2 separate regions of the Hordeum vulgare genome follow, and region 2 is linked to region 1. A link is a contact called in public Hi-C data. All regions are on one chromosome and are shown on one strand. Each heading gives the region's core, a stretch centred on a gene start, on an enhancer-like site or on the middle of the called end of the contact. The rest is flanking DNA. Distances are from core to core; before and after follow the strand shown.

Evidence for each region. A called contact is a pair of places that touch in the nucleus more often than the background predicts.
Region 2: a Hi-C map of leaf shows a contact between it and region 1, with 4 times the contacts expected there. The contact joins two enhancer-like sites. A contact is called at or near these places in 2 of 6 Hi-C or Micro-C datasets (leaf and seedling).

What each region holds. Positions count from the first base shown.
Region 1 is chr2H:441,753,414-441,759,772 of MorexV3_pseudomolecules_assembly, reverse strand. No RefSeq gene overlaps it. Among protein-coding and RNA genes, the nearest start is that of LOC123426573, 120 kb to the right of the region's middle. Within about 2 kb of position 3,917, at least 3 of the 3 cell types and tissues checked have open chromatin away from gene starts, as enhancers often do. A contact at or near this core is called in leaf, where this site is marked.
Region 2 is chr2H:442,042,411-442,048,769 of MorexV3_pseudomolecules_assembly, reverse strand. No RefSeq gene overlaps it. Among protein-coding and RNA genes, the nearest start is that of LOC123428023, 230 kb to the left of the region's middle. Within about 2 kb of position 3,994, at least 2 of the 3 cell types and tissues checked have open chromatin away from gene starts, as enhancers often do. A contact at or near this core is called in leaf, where this site is marked.

The sequences.
Region 1 (6,359 bases), core at 2,668-5,167:
GCCTATTTTTAATAGTTTTTTCACTTTCGTACAGAGAATGCACGACCTCCAAGTCCACCCCCCAACGCACCTCCAAGTCCACCCCACAACGAATATAGGGAGCCCGAGGCCGAGTGTCCATCGCCCGTGCACTCCAGTGAGCCGACGGATGCGCGCACTACGGGTACGGCAAAGCGGAAGCTGCAGTTCAGAAGAAACGGGACTCCTCCCAAGAAGAGAGAAAGGAAACCCAATAAAGTCAAGACTCCCCCGAAGTTACCAGGCCTGATGACTCTGGAGGAACTAGACGAGGCCGTGAAAGCCAAAAACAAAGCATGGTTCGCACGGTTTCCCCTGAAGCCCCCTCCAGACATCTGGAAGGAAACTCTGAAGAACGTACCAAAGTGGAAAATTGAGCGCACCATCGACAACTTATATTATCCTGAACCGCCGCCATCGCCGCCCCTTTCAGACTATGAACGGTTCATTGAAAAGATGCACACCGCACAGATGAAGCAGGCGGAGCAGATGAAGCAGACGGAGCAGACGAAATGCGGGAAACAAGTTCCCCATCTCGGACAACAAGAAGCACAGTCAATTGCCCCGCTCAAGGTGTTATCTGACCAGGCTTCAGTGTCCGGTCCACGCATGGGCGACGTAGGTTACGCTATTGCTGATGTGGTATATAAATATAAGCCCGAGCAGCCTCTGGTCGAAAATCCTAGTGCTCTAACAACCCAACTATGGAATTTACATGGTTGGTACTTGGAGGCCGCAAGGCAAAAGAGAGACTGTATCATGGCGGCAGTTCAGGATCAACACTACTTCGGAGAGTACGGTGTGGAGGTTGGGTTCGATGATTTTTTCGAGATGTACAATCAACGTGCCCTCGACAAAGCTATCGTCAGCTGCTACTGTTTGTAAGTGTTTTATTTGTGTAACTTAATTATTTAGTTAAGCTCGCGTTCATTGCCCGTATAATTATCACTCACGAGACATTCTTTTTGTACGCTACTATGCAGAATGAAGATTCGTGAATGCAAGCTGGCAGGAATCTGGGACTTTGGGTTCATTGACCCGTATTCGTTTCATCAAGAGACAATAGAAAAGTTCAACAAGGATACACCGGATGATTTGCTAAGGTTTTTGAAGCGACAAAGTACCAAAAAAGAAATACTTTGGCCCTACGGATTCAAGTGAGTGTTACTGTCTTGTACACATTCCATTTTGCTTACCTGATGTTAAGTGTAATTGATGAGTATGCATGACTGCGTGTGTACACGTGCGCAGGTCCCACTTCATATTGTTCATCATTAGAATCGATCAAGGAGTGGTTGAAGTCTGGGACCCGTTAACCTGGGACGCTGACAAATGGAAGAGCGCGCGTCAGATGCTTCAAAGGTATATATATATAGGCCTCTTTCGTTCATCGGCCTCTTTTTCGTTCATTTCCTGATATCAAGTAAGTAATAATTAACTCTTGTATTCATTTTTCTTTGTCGGCCAGGGTTTGGCAAATGTCCATCAAGGAAGAACCCGGTACATGGGTAGACAAGCTCCACTTTCAGATTAACAAAGTAAGTAGTACTACGTACCCTGGTTTCAATACCATTACCATTCTCTTGATTATTATTAATTTGACCGAATTATGTTCTCGTATATAGGGCGTCCCGCAACAACCACAGGGCACTGATTATTGTGGATACTACGTTTGCGAGTACATTCACAGGATTATCAATGAGAAATCCCGTACTTCCAGAAATCTAGAGGTACGTAACCAGATCTTCACAACTTTATTTATGTTGCCATCAATTATGTTAGTTTTGTTCACAACTTAATTGTTTTCATCTACTTCTTTTAAAGCTGCAACGAAAGCGGGCGATGCTAAGACCAATCCAACGTTGCAAGGCAGTTGCAGAAGAATTGGCAGGATTTCTCCTCACGCAAGTCATAGATGAAGGCGGAGAATTTTTCCATCCTATGAACCAATAGCCAGCTCCCTTCTCTATGCAAGTATACAGCTATAGGAAACGAACTTCAAATTATGTAATGATAATCGGTCCAGTACTTCGTGTTACATGTATATATGTACTTTTATTTGGTGCATCAACATTTAACCGCAAATACGGAATCGGAGAAACACTTAACCGCAAACACGGAATCGGTGTTTCCGGATACGTGTTTCCGATTACGTGTTCGTAAAAAACGGAACACGGACACACGGAATCGGAAACACGGAATCGGAAAGACGTAAACGGAAATACGGAACCGGAAACACGTAAACGAAAACCCTGAAAATACGGAACACGGAAACACCGAAATACGGAATCGGAAACCCTGAAAAGAAAAGGAAAAAAAAAAGAAAAAAAAAGCATTAGGACCGGTTGGTGTTACCAACCGGTCCTAAAGGTCCTCCGCCTGCGCGCACTCTTCGGCGCCCACGTGGAGGCCTTTATCACCGGTTTGTAAGACACCGATGCTAAAGGGGGGGGGGGCCTTTAGTCCCGGATACGTAGCACCGGATGTGTATCCGGGTTCAAAGGCCCTTACCAACCGGTTCTAATACCCCTTTCTCCACTAGTGACTTCGCATCCATGGTCATCATGATCCATATGTAATGTCTCAGCGTGTCGTATCACTATTCGCTTTGAATTCTGAATCCAACTAGTAAAATTGATTAGAAAAATACTGGGTGTATTGCTGTGTAAACGTCCTACTTGCATGCATGACGAGCGTGGTGACGAGATGGTGACGAGGGAGAATGCGGAGTTGTCATGCACAGAATAAATATGTTGATGGGTACGTACATGACGTGCGACGTTGAGTGAAACGACAGGTACGTTTCATAGTGGCGCTTGTTTTTTTTTTCCTTCCTTCAACTGAGGTGATGCACAACCCACCACCAGGCACACACGTGTGGCAGTGATTGCACGCGAACCTATTCGTATGTCCAACTCTAATGCTTTTTTATAGAATTTTAATTTCTCTCCTGCCTGTGGAGTTTTTACGGTACTGCATCTACTACTAGTATTTCTTTTTTATTTTGGTTGAAAGGGACTTGATCTGGTTGTTGTTGTTGACGTACGGGTCAAGACGCAAAACTGTTGATGTCGACTGGAAAGAAGTATTGTTTCACTGCTAGTATTCAGGTTTACATGTAGTACTTCGTGTTATCCAATGATCGAAAAGGCCCGGAAGTACAAATGCAACACATGTTCTGTTCAAACCCTGGTGTTTCCGTATCAATAACGCTACTATACAACGATTGATAATGTCTAGTTTGCCGTTGGTTGACCTTGAAATACAAGATATTATCTACTCATTTCTGCAACAGTTGGATGCTATTTTCGTATTTTGAGTAAACTTGCATGGTGCAGAGTGATCTTAATTAGTTTCGGAGCAAAACATATTTAGAATCACGTTTTGCTAGCTAGACACATTGTGTAACTGAAATAACCGAAAGACTCCCTTCCTTTCCGGAAGTAATTACTCCCTCTGTCTCAAAATAACTGTCTTAACTTTGTATTAGCTCTAGTATAAATTTATATTAAGCTTAAAATACTTATTTTGAAACGGAGGGAGTACGTTGTTGCATGCGCACGCAACGCACGTGTACGCCCCTGTACGTAGGTCGACAAGTGCAACCAGAGAGCTGCATGCCATGCCTGCATCTGCATGCATGGGAAAGCGGGTTGGAGCTCACTCACGCTCAGGCTCAAGCTCGCGAGCGACCGGCACCCGTGGACGTGCGATCCGATCGAATGAATCGACGATGATCTACCAACAACCCCACCGCACCCCTTGCTGCAACTTGGACAAGATCGTCGCAACAGCAGCAGCATATACATGCACGTACCGCTGCACCTTGGTTGTGTGGACGTGGGTGCGTCACGCGAGCGAGATATGGAGGGACCAAAGCGGCTATCGATCTCCCGCCTGGGCCGGGGTCCTCGAGCATCGACCGGTCCCGTTCCAGATCTGCTCGTTCCATGCAATTTCCCATCCATGATACATCCAACCACAAGTTATTTCGATCATTAGCTGCTGAGTTTTAATTAGTTCGATCCGCGATCTAGTAGCCCAGGCCAGGACCATGGCAACCGATCGATCCATCGGGACGCCCATCCGGCTGGTGGATGATACGTTGGTTTTCAAAAAATAGTTGGATTCCATCGTCTAGCTCAGCTCCACCGGCCAAACACCGCCACTAATATATCTTCACGTACGTCTTGCGCCCTGCACGAAGTAATTGGCGCCAGAGGCAACGAGTAACTAGACAGGATTGTCTACCGGCCACCTGCATTGTGCTCTGCGTCCTTCTCGACCTGTAATCAGCCGTGAGTTTGAGTTTAAGTAGCTAGTGCAGCAGGATGGCGACACCACGACATGGCGATGCATGGTTAGCTTTAGGGGGCACATCGCTCCATCCGCGTCACGCTTTGGCATATTATAGGATCCTGGCATTTCGACTATGTATACACACACCGTCGCGCGATATATATCCTACCACCAGTGGTAGTTACCTCTACATTTTCTACCGTCTGATCCTTTTAGATGCGTGGTTTCTCAAACGGATTGCGGGTGTGAACATCAATTTTAGCTAACCGTTCATCCAACTACTCCCTTCGTTTCTAAATATAAAACCTTTTATAGATTTCACTATGAACTAGATACCGAGCAAAGTGAATAAATGTGTACTTTAAAATATATCTATATACATCCGTATATATTCCATAGTAAAATCTCCAAAGGTCTTATACTCCTTTCGTTCATAAATATTACTCCCTCCGTCCGGAAATACTTGTCCTAGAAATGTATAAAATGGATGTATCTATAACTAAGATAAGTCTAGGTACATCTACTTCTAGGACAAGTATTTCCGGACGGAGGGAGTATAAGTCTTTGTATAAATTCTACTATGAACTACATACAAATATATATAGACATATTTAGAATGTAAATTCACTTATTTTGTTCAGTTCAAAGTGAAATCTTTAAAAAAAACTTATATTTGAAAATAGAGGGAGTATCATGCATGTGTGAATTAGCTTCAAGTGATATTTATTTAGTTTCCCGTTGATCATCCCATGCATATATGCATGCCAGATCGTGCGTGATGGGTGGTTCGAGCCCTACTGAGAATGCGCTCCCTACTATGAAAATATATTGGAGGTTCTGGAATGTACCTCGGGCACCTCAATGCATACTGTGAAAATGCAAGATTGTTACCGAGCTCTTGATGAACGTGGAGTTAATTAGGACGTTGGAGATGCTTTATTCTGTGGAAATACAATATTGTGGTTCTTATTTTGATTTTGCTAGAAATATTGCCCAGTTTTTGATTTCCCTACGAATATACGATCTATATATACAACTAAAATAAATCCTATAACATGACGGACCATCGAATATAATTCTAACAAATTGTCACTTTCGACCCATGTATGGCCCGTGACCTCTGTCGACCCATGTCACGCCTTTCAATCTCTGGGCCCTTTAATGGCCCGTAAAGATTCCGGCCCATAATGAATAGTGAATTGCTTCGGACCCATTAACACCACATACTAGTTGGGCCGCTTTCAGACTCTGTTATCTTTCGGCCTTCTAAGGACCCAAAATTTCTTGGGCTCATTTTTGGCCCTTGATTCCTTGTGGTCTGTTACTCACATGTTCTCTTGGTGGGCCTAATTCAGCCCGTGCTTACAGTTGGTCCATTTGTAGACCGGTAAATCATTGGACCGTTTTCATCCCATCATGTATTATGGCCCATTAAGGACCCATTATGCTTGTGGATAGAATTAAACATGTGTTGTCTTCCCGCGTGCTGATGATCCATTATAGTTTTGGCCCACATATGGAAGGTTCCGATTTTGTCCCATTTACGACTCATTTTACGGTCTGATTTTGGCCCATGAATAACCGGTTTGGCCCATGAGTGGCCCATGGATCCTACAACACGTACGAGGCCCATGGTCACTCGAGAGGTAGGAGGCCCATGGTTACCATGGTTCGTATGTGGCCAATGGTTATTACGGTCACTATCAAACCAACGAAAACGAACTTTAGTGACTGTAAGAAAATAAATAAACAAGACTATAAGAAAATAAATAAGCAAGTAACTAACGCTAGGCTACTACGGCTATTACACACATTACATTCACTAGGCATCGAAGTTCGCCACTAGTGAAAATATAGGCAACAACAAAGGAGCATGTTACATACACTACGTGTCAAATTTGGCCACCAAAGCAAATAAACACGACAACAAAACAAAACCATAATGCAAAGAACTTCAAAAGAGCTCAAGAAATGTTATACTGATTATCCACCGTGATGGCAAGAAGCTTAACAAGCTTATTAGCTTTCTCTTATTTGACGCT
Region 2 (6,359 bases), core at 2,745-5,244, 290 kb before region 1:
CTTCTTCATCAACCTTGCTGCCCTCATGTAGCTCACCATAGACCTATGGGTCCATAGTAGTACCTAGATGGCTATACCTCTCTCTTTGATCTTAAATACAATGATAATTGCATCTTCACTTTGATCCATATGATGTAACTCTTTTGTATGGTGCGTTTGTTGGGATCCGATGAATTGTGGGTTTATGATCAGATTATTCATGACAAATATTTGAGTCTTCTCTGATATATAATATGATTCTTATGTGCATGATTATGACAGCTTCATAATTCTCTCTGATTTATTGAAATAGTTTGGCTAACTAGATTGATATTTCTTCGGTGGGAGAGGTGCATTGTAGTAGGTTCAACCTGAAAAGTTTCTATATCCTAGTGACAGAAGGGGACAAGTTACATCTTTGTGTTGATGCTACTAAGGGTAAAAGGGTGATGTTCATTCTTATTAGTAGAGTTTACTTTGTCTACATCATGTCATCTTACTCCAAGCATTACTTCGTTTGTCACAAACTTAATACGTAGAGTGGCAAGCATAGAAGCGCTCTTGAAATGAACTAATAGTAACAGATACAGGCAATAGTCGTCCTATTTGTTTATGGACGTGATGACTATATTTACATGATCATTGCCGTGAAAATCGCATAACTATCTACTCTTATATCAATTTCCCAACAGTAATTTGTTTACCCACCGTGTGCTATTTTTATGAGAGATGCCATTAGGGAAAGCTATGGCCCCTGGGTTTATTCGCAACATATTGCTAAAACCTCCAATACCTTGCTGCCATTTATGTGCTTTTATTTTATTTTGCATTTTACAATTACCTTAATTATCTACACACCTCATTCGCTTGCAAATAACAAGACCAAGGGGATTGACAACCCTCTTGCCCGCGTTCAGCGCAAACTATTTGTTCTTTTGTGTGCAGCCGCTGAAGACGGTTGTGGTTGATATTCCTATTGGTTCGATAAACCTTGGTTTCATAAGTAAGAGAAATACTTACCCACTTTGTGTTGTGATAACCCGTTCCTCTTCACGGAAAAGCCAAGGGCACCGGGAAGATCAGGTGGGAGTGGACCGAGGCCACGGGGGAACCAGACCTACACGATTCTTGGCCAGGCCACCCCTGCCCCTATTGCATTGATTTTGAGGGCACTCCTTTCCAATGTGTCTCGGTTGCTCGCAGATGATGCAGTGGATTGGATCTATACAGTCGACATGACGGTGGCACTTGCTAAGACATCTGAAGGAGCAGTCGCAGAAGTGACTTAAGAAGCCATGACGAGCAGGGTCTGCATTGAAGACTCCACGGCGCAGAAGGGAGCTCCTAGAGGTGTGAGCTCGGGTCAGACGGTCCGGAGGTTGGGCACCGGCATTTTTGGTGATTGACCTGGGTCCAATGCCCATCCATGCCCGAAACGGCAAGATCAGCACGGGGATGGGGTGACAACGATGGATTTAAGGCGCAGGGCAGGCGGTGCGGCTAGATGAATCGTGTCAGAGTGTTTTTGCCCTAGATGGAGACCAGGACAGGGAAGGATCTGCGGAGGGGATGCGACGCAGTCGGATCCTACGCCGCGGAGGTAAACGCTTGGCGGAGAAACCTGATCTAGCCCGGATTTCGAGCGGCGCAGCTCAGGATCCAACGCAGAGAACGGACCGGCGGACGTTAGAGGGGGTGCATGGGGACTGCCATCAACGTTGGAACGCGGACAGCGCGGCGGACCCATTCTGCTAGGAGGAGCCTCTACCCGGAGTAGGTAGCGGCTGGGGCTAGGTGGCCACCGCAGCGGGAGTGGTAGGCAGCGCTGGGTGTGGAGCTAGCTAGATGGGGCTCTCACTCGCGATTGTGAGACCACCCCCTCTTATGGGTAACTTCGAAGATGCCCTAAGAAAGGAAGAATTAACGAGACCCCTACTTAATCAAATCAATTACTTATATTTATAAAGTACTCTCATCTCTTATGTCAAAAAGAAAGGTAAGAGAGACCATGTTAAAAATTACTGCAAACACAACCCTTTGAAATTGGTAGTACCAAAGCTCACCATGCGTCACAAGTTTATGACCCGAAGAATGAGGAATTGACCCCCTCTCCCTCCTGGGTCGCCCCCGCGCGGCGACCGGGAGGATCCAAGCTCCACCACCCAACCCCCTCCCCACCCTCTCCTTCCTCCCTCGTCGCCGCCACTGAGCTCGACCGGGCAAAGCCAGACCGGAGCCAGCGACGTTGGGGCCCTAGCATTCTGATGGTGGTCAGGGTCGGCAAGGAGTGGCCTCTCCACCCTGGGCGAGGCGCGGGTGCCAGGCGTCGCGGCGCGGTGGTGCTTGGGGCTATGGGCTCTGGTGCTCCTGCCAGACTTCGGGCGGCGCAGTTGGTGGCAGGGCGTGCGGTGGATGCTGTGGCGGCGCCAGATCTGCACGATGGCGGCTGCTCACGGCGCGGGCCGGGGACGGCAAGGCGGGTGGTGCGTGCCTGGCCACGGTGGCTATCCTAGCAGGCATGCTGCGCGGGCCGAGGTGGCGCGGGGGGGGGGGTGAGGGGTGACAGCGTCCAGGGGCTCTGCTAGGCCGGGACATTGGATCTCAGTTGGGGCATAGAGGTGGGGCACGCTTCGCAGGGATGCAGCGGCGTGGCCGTTGCAGTGTTGTAGGTGCCGTGGGGTGGCCGTAGCGAACTCCTTCTTCTAGATCGGTGTTGGCGGCCGGTGCGGATCTAGGGTTTGTGCTCGGGAGGGCCATGTCTGGGCCGGGGCAGATTGAAGCATGTGCTTCAGGAGAGGTCGGGCTCGGCCCGGGATGTGCTTGCAGGTGGTGCTCGTGCTCTCCTCGCCGGCACGATGGTCGGTGGTTGTGCTCGGGACTCCGCTATTTGTCAGGCAGATTGGTGTCGGTGACCATGGTTGAGGCGTCGTGCGAGTGGGTTTGGCGGCGGCCGTTGGTAGCCACGGGATTGTATCCCCCGGTCAGAGTCCATCGGGACTGGCGGGGGACACAGGTGTGGACGCCCCCTACTGTGGGTCATCAAGCCAGATCCCATGGCTAACCCCGGGCAAGGAATGAAAGGAGGCCTCTTTCTTTCCTCCCTCCGTGGTTGGTGTTCCATAATGTGGACGGATGGTGGTGGCTTGGACGTGGATGTCGGAGCGGCGGCTCCGGATGGCGGTCCGCATGGTTGGTTCTCCCGCGGGCACAATGTCGACGGTGGTCACTCTTTCGCCGTGTAATTGATTCGGTGTTTGCTTTATATATAAAGCGGGACGAAACCTTGTTTCGACGAGGTTTTTGACCTGAACCCTATGTGTACGAGCGGTTAAGATATCAGGTCCAGCTACGCTGGTGCTCAGAAAGGAATTTTCAGTTATAGTTGTCTTCCCTCAATGTGCAGCCTCCGACGCAAATGCATTTTCTTTTAAAGTATCCGATGCAAATGTGGGGAGGAATACATTTTGATACGGCGTTTTCGACTTTGTTCATTTCAGTGTGTAGGTAACAATGGGGAGATCAGAGAGCAGAGTCTTTACCGAGGAGACGCCAGAGGAGACGATAGGAGTTTGTGCACGTAGAGGCAGGGGCATGGCATGGTTTTCGGGGCAGGTTATGATCATAAATGATGGGCTGGGGCAGCAGCGCAGCTGAAGGAGTGCATGGAGCAACGTCTATCACCTCCGTCCGGAAGAGGATATGTAGAAAAAACAAGGTCAGGTCACATCCATCGATCGATCCATCTCCACGGTGAGTCAGGGAGATGAAACGAGACAGTGAATGGGGAGAAGAAAGCTGTCAGTCGATTCAACCTTGGTTGTTTTAAATTCGGCATGCTAGTCTCCATCGCTACTTGCTCCCGATCGAATCCTCTGTCCCCGCGAGCTTGCCAGAAGTCAAACCGCAGAGGTAGCATTCCGCGAAACAGTGCAGCTGCGTGCGTGCGTGCGTGCGCGGATTGGTAATCATCAGGTACTCTTGTCCCCTTGCTGTTGGATCACACGAGTCCGTCCGTCCGGCCGGCTTCTCGTTCTCGGACAGTGCTACAGTCCTCCCCCTCCCCAAGCGTGCGAGTGCGAGCTGTAGGACTGCAGAATCCCCCGTCTTGGTGCCGGCCAAGTGCACATGGCCTCTGGAGCACACCACTACGTAGTTGATTTCGCCCCGGCAGTCGTACCGACTTGACTTGGCTGAGCATTCCCCAGCTGTAGATGGTTTCGCGCCTGGTCTGCTTGTGGCCTCCATGTAATGCACTCCATCTAGTCGGAGATACCAGCCTTACGATTTCGGCCATCTTAGTCTGGAACTTAAGTTTGCATCGAGCTGCTGCTCGAAGACACGGAACACTTAAAATGTTGTAGTGCAAAGGTATTTTCAGACGGAACGATCATTTGGTTACCCGAATTTGCCCGAGTAGAAAATCTAGGAGTGCATGGCACAGCTATGATTAAAAACGAGAAAAAAAAATCATATTTTCCTATCCTGCAAGCAGAAGCAGATCTCGCCGTGCATGGCATACGCCGATCGAGCCCATATGTCTCGATCAGTCACTGTGCCCTCTGGAAGCACCGGAATAGACCTTGAACCGACGTGCAGTTCGATGGTGGGAAGGCAAATCCGTGTCACGTCAAACAGCGACCTCGGCATATGTATGTACGTGCACGCATAAATAACAAGTATATATACTATACCACTAGTCTTTTTAGGATTGGAAGCCTCACAATTAATTTAGGTTTTCAATTAGAATTTAGTCACCTAATTTTGACCAGTTCAATAATTTTTCAAACCCTTTCATTTAATTTTTTATGCAATACACTATGTTTTTTAATTTTCTAATTTTTATAATTAATTGAGGCTTTCATTTAGACATTGGTCATCTAATTTTGATCTGATCAATAATTTTTCAAAAAACTCTTATATTTAATTATTTTAATTCTCTATACATTTGAATTTTAAAGGTTTTTTATTCGATTGAGGTATTCAGTTTTGAATTGGGTTTACGATTTTGATCGGATCAATAATTTTTAAATCAATCAGCAATAACTCGCCATAAAATCATATCAACCCCTTGTAGACTTGTATCACCCATAAAAAAGTGTCATCATGTGATACTATAACAGGAATGAAGAACATGCAACAAACGATAAAAAAAGTTCCTACATAAATGTGGTTTCATTAGCGGATAACACAAAATCACACCGCAAAAAACCTACCAAATACCTACATTATAAATAAACGTAAAACACACTCCATCGTCTCCCTCACCGGTCAAACTAAATACTCTGTTAGTTTTAAAATATAAGGGTTATTAATTTTTTGGAAGTTTCTTTAATTTTGACCAAGTCCAAAGCCAAAAATATCGACATCCACAATATAACGAAAAATGTGAAAATTCAATTCATGATGAATCTACTAATACCCATTTGATATTATGAATTTTGATGTATTTCTTTATAAATTTAATAAATCTTAAAGAGATTTGACTTTTTAAAAAAATACACCATATATTTTAAAATATAAAGTGAGTAATTTTTTTAAGAATCTTAACAAATTCAATGGCGCAGCAAACCGCCCCCTAACCCTTCTAGCGAAGATCAAAGGAGACTATCAATGTTGTCCCGTGGTTTGTTTTAGAAAAAAGAATAAAAATGTTCTCATGCGGCCCGTAACAACTAACAACAAGTGAGCGTGTTTTGTACCCTAGCTGCGCCAGGAGCCACGCAACTAGATAGAGGATTTTCTTCCATCAGATCTTAAACGGCCAGGGCGTTGGCCCCTCTCCCTCCAGCTGCTGCTCCGGCGGCAGGAGACAGGGTGTCGTGGTTTTGTCCCGACACATGTCCTAGTGAAAGGACTTATGTACAAGGCCATCGTAACTAGCTGATGACTTGAATGGATAGTCGGAATCGAGAGACGTAAGTTTATCCAGGTTTGGCTCCTTCGATGAAGGTAAAAGCATACGTCTTGCTTTGGTGTTTATTGGTGATCAACTCGATTACAAGGGTGCAGAAGCGCTAACCTATCTCTCGAGTCTTTCTTACTTGTCCTTTCCACCTCAGAGGCTCCTCTTTATATATATACATACAGAGGTCATGAGGTTACAATAAAATCCGGGTCGTATTGCAACACGTGTCTTATTCTACTTCCTACTAACTTGGGTGAAGGGAGAATCTCCACGTTTCCCTTGGTGAGTCGGCCTGCATGTGATGGGCTTCGAGCCGGCCTCTTAGTAAGCCGTCCCTTGGGCCTTGGCGTCTAGGGCCTCCTGCCCATGTTATGGCCTATGCGGGTTATTCCCTGGACGGGTTAACCTGTGGCGTATATCCGCAACATTAGCCCCTAGTTTAATTTGGATTCATCAATGGTAAACTTCATCCTAG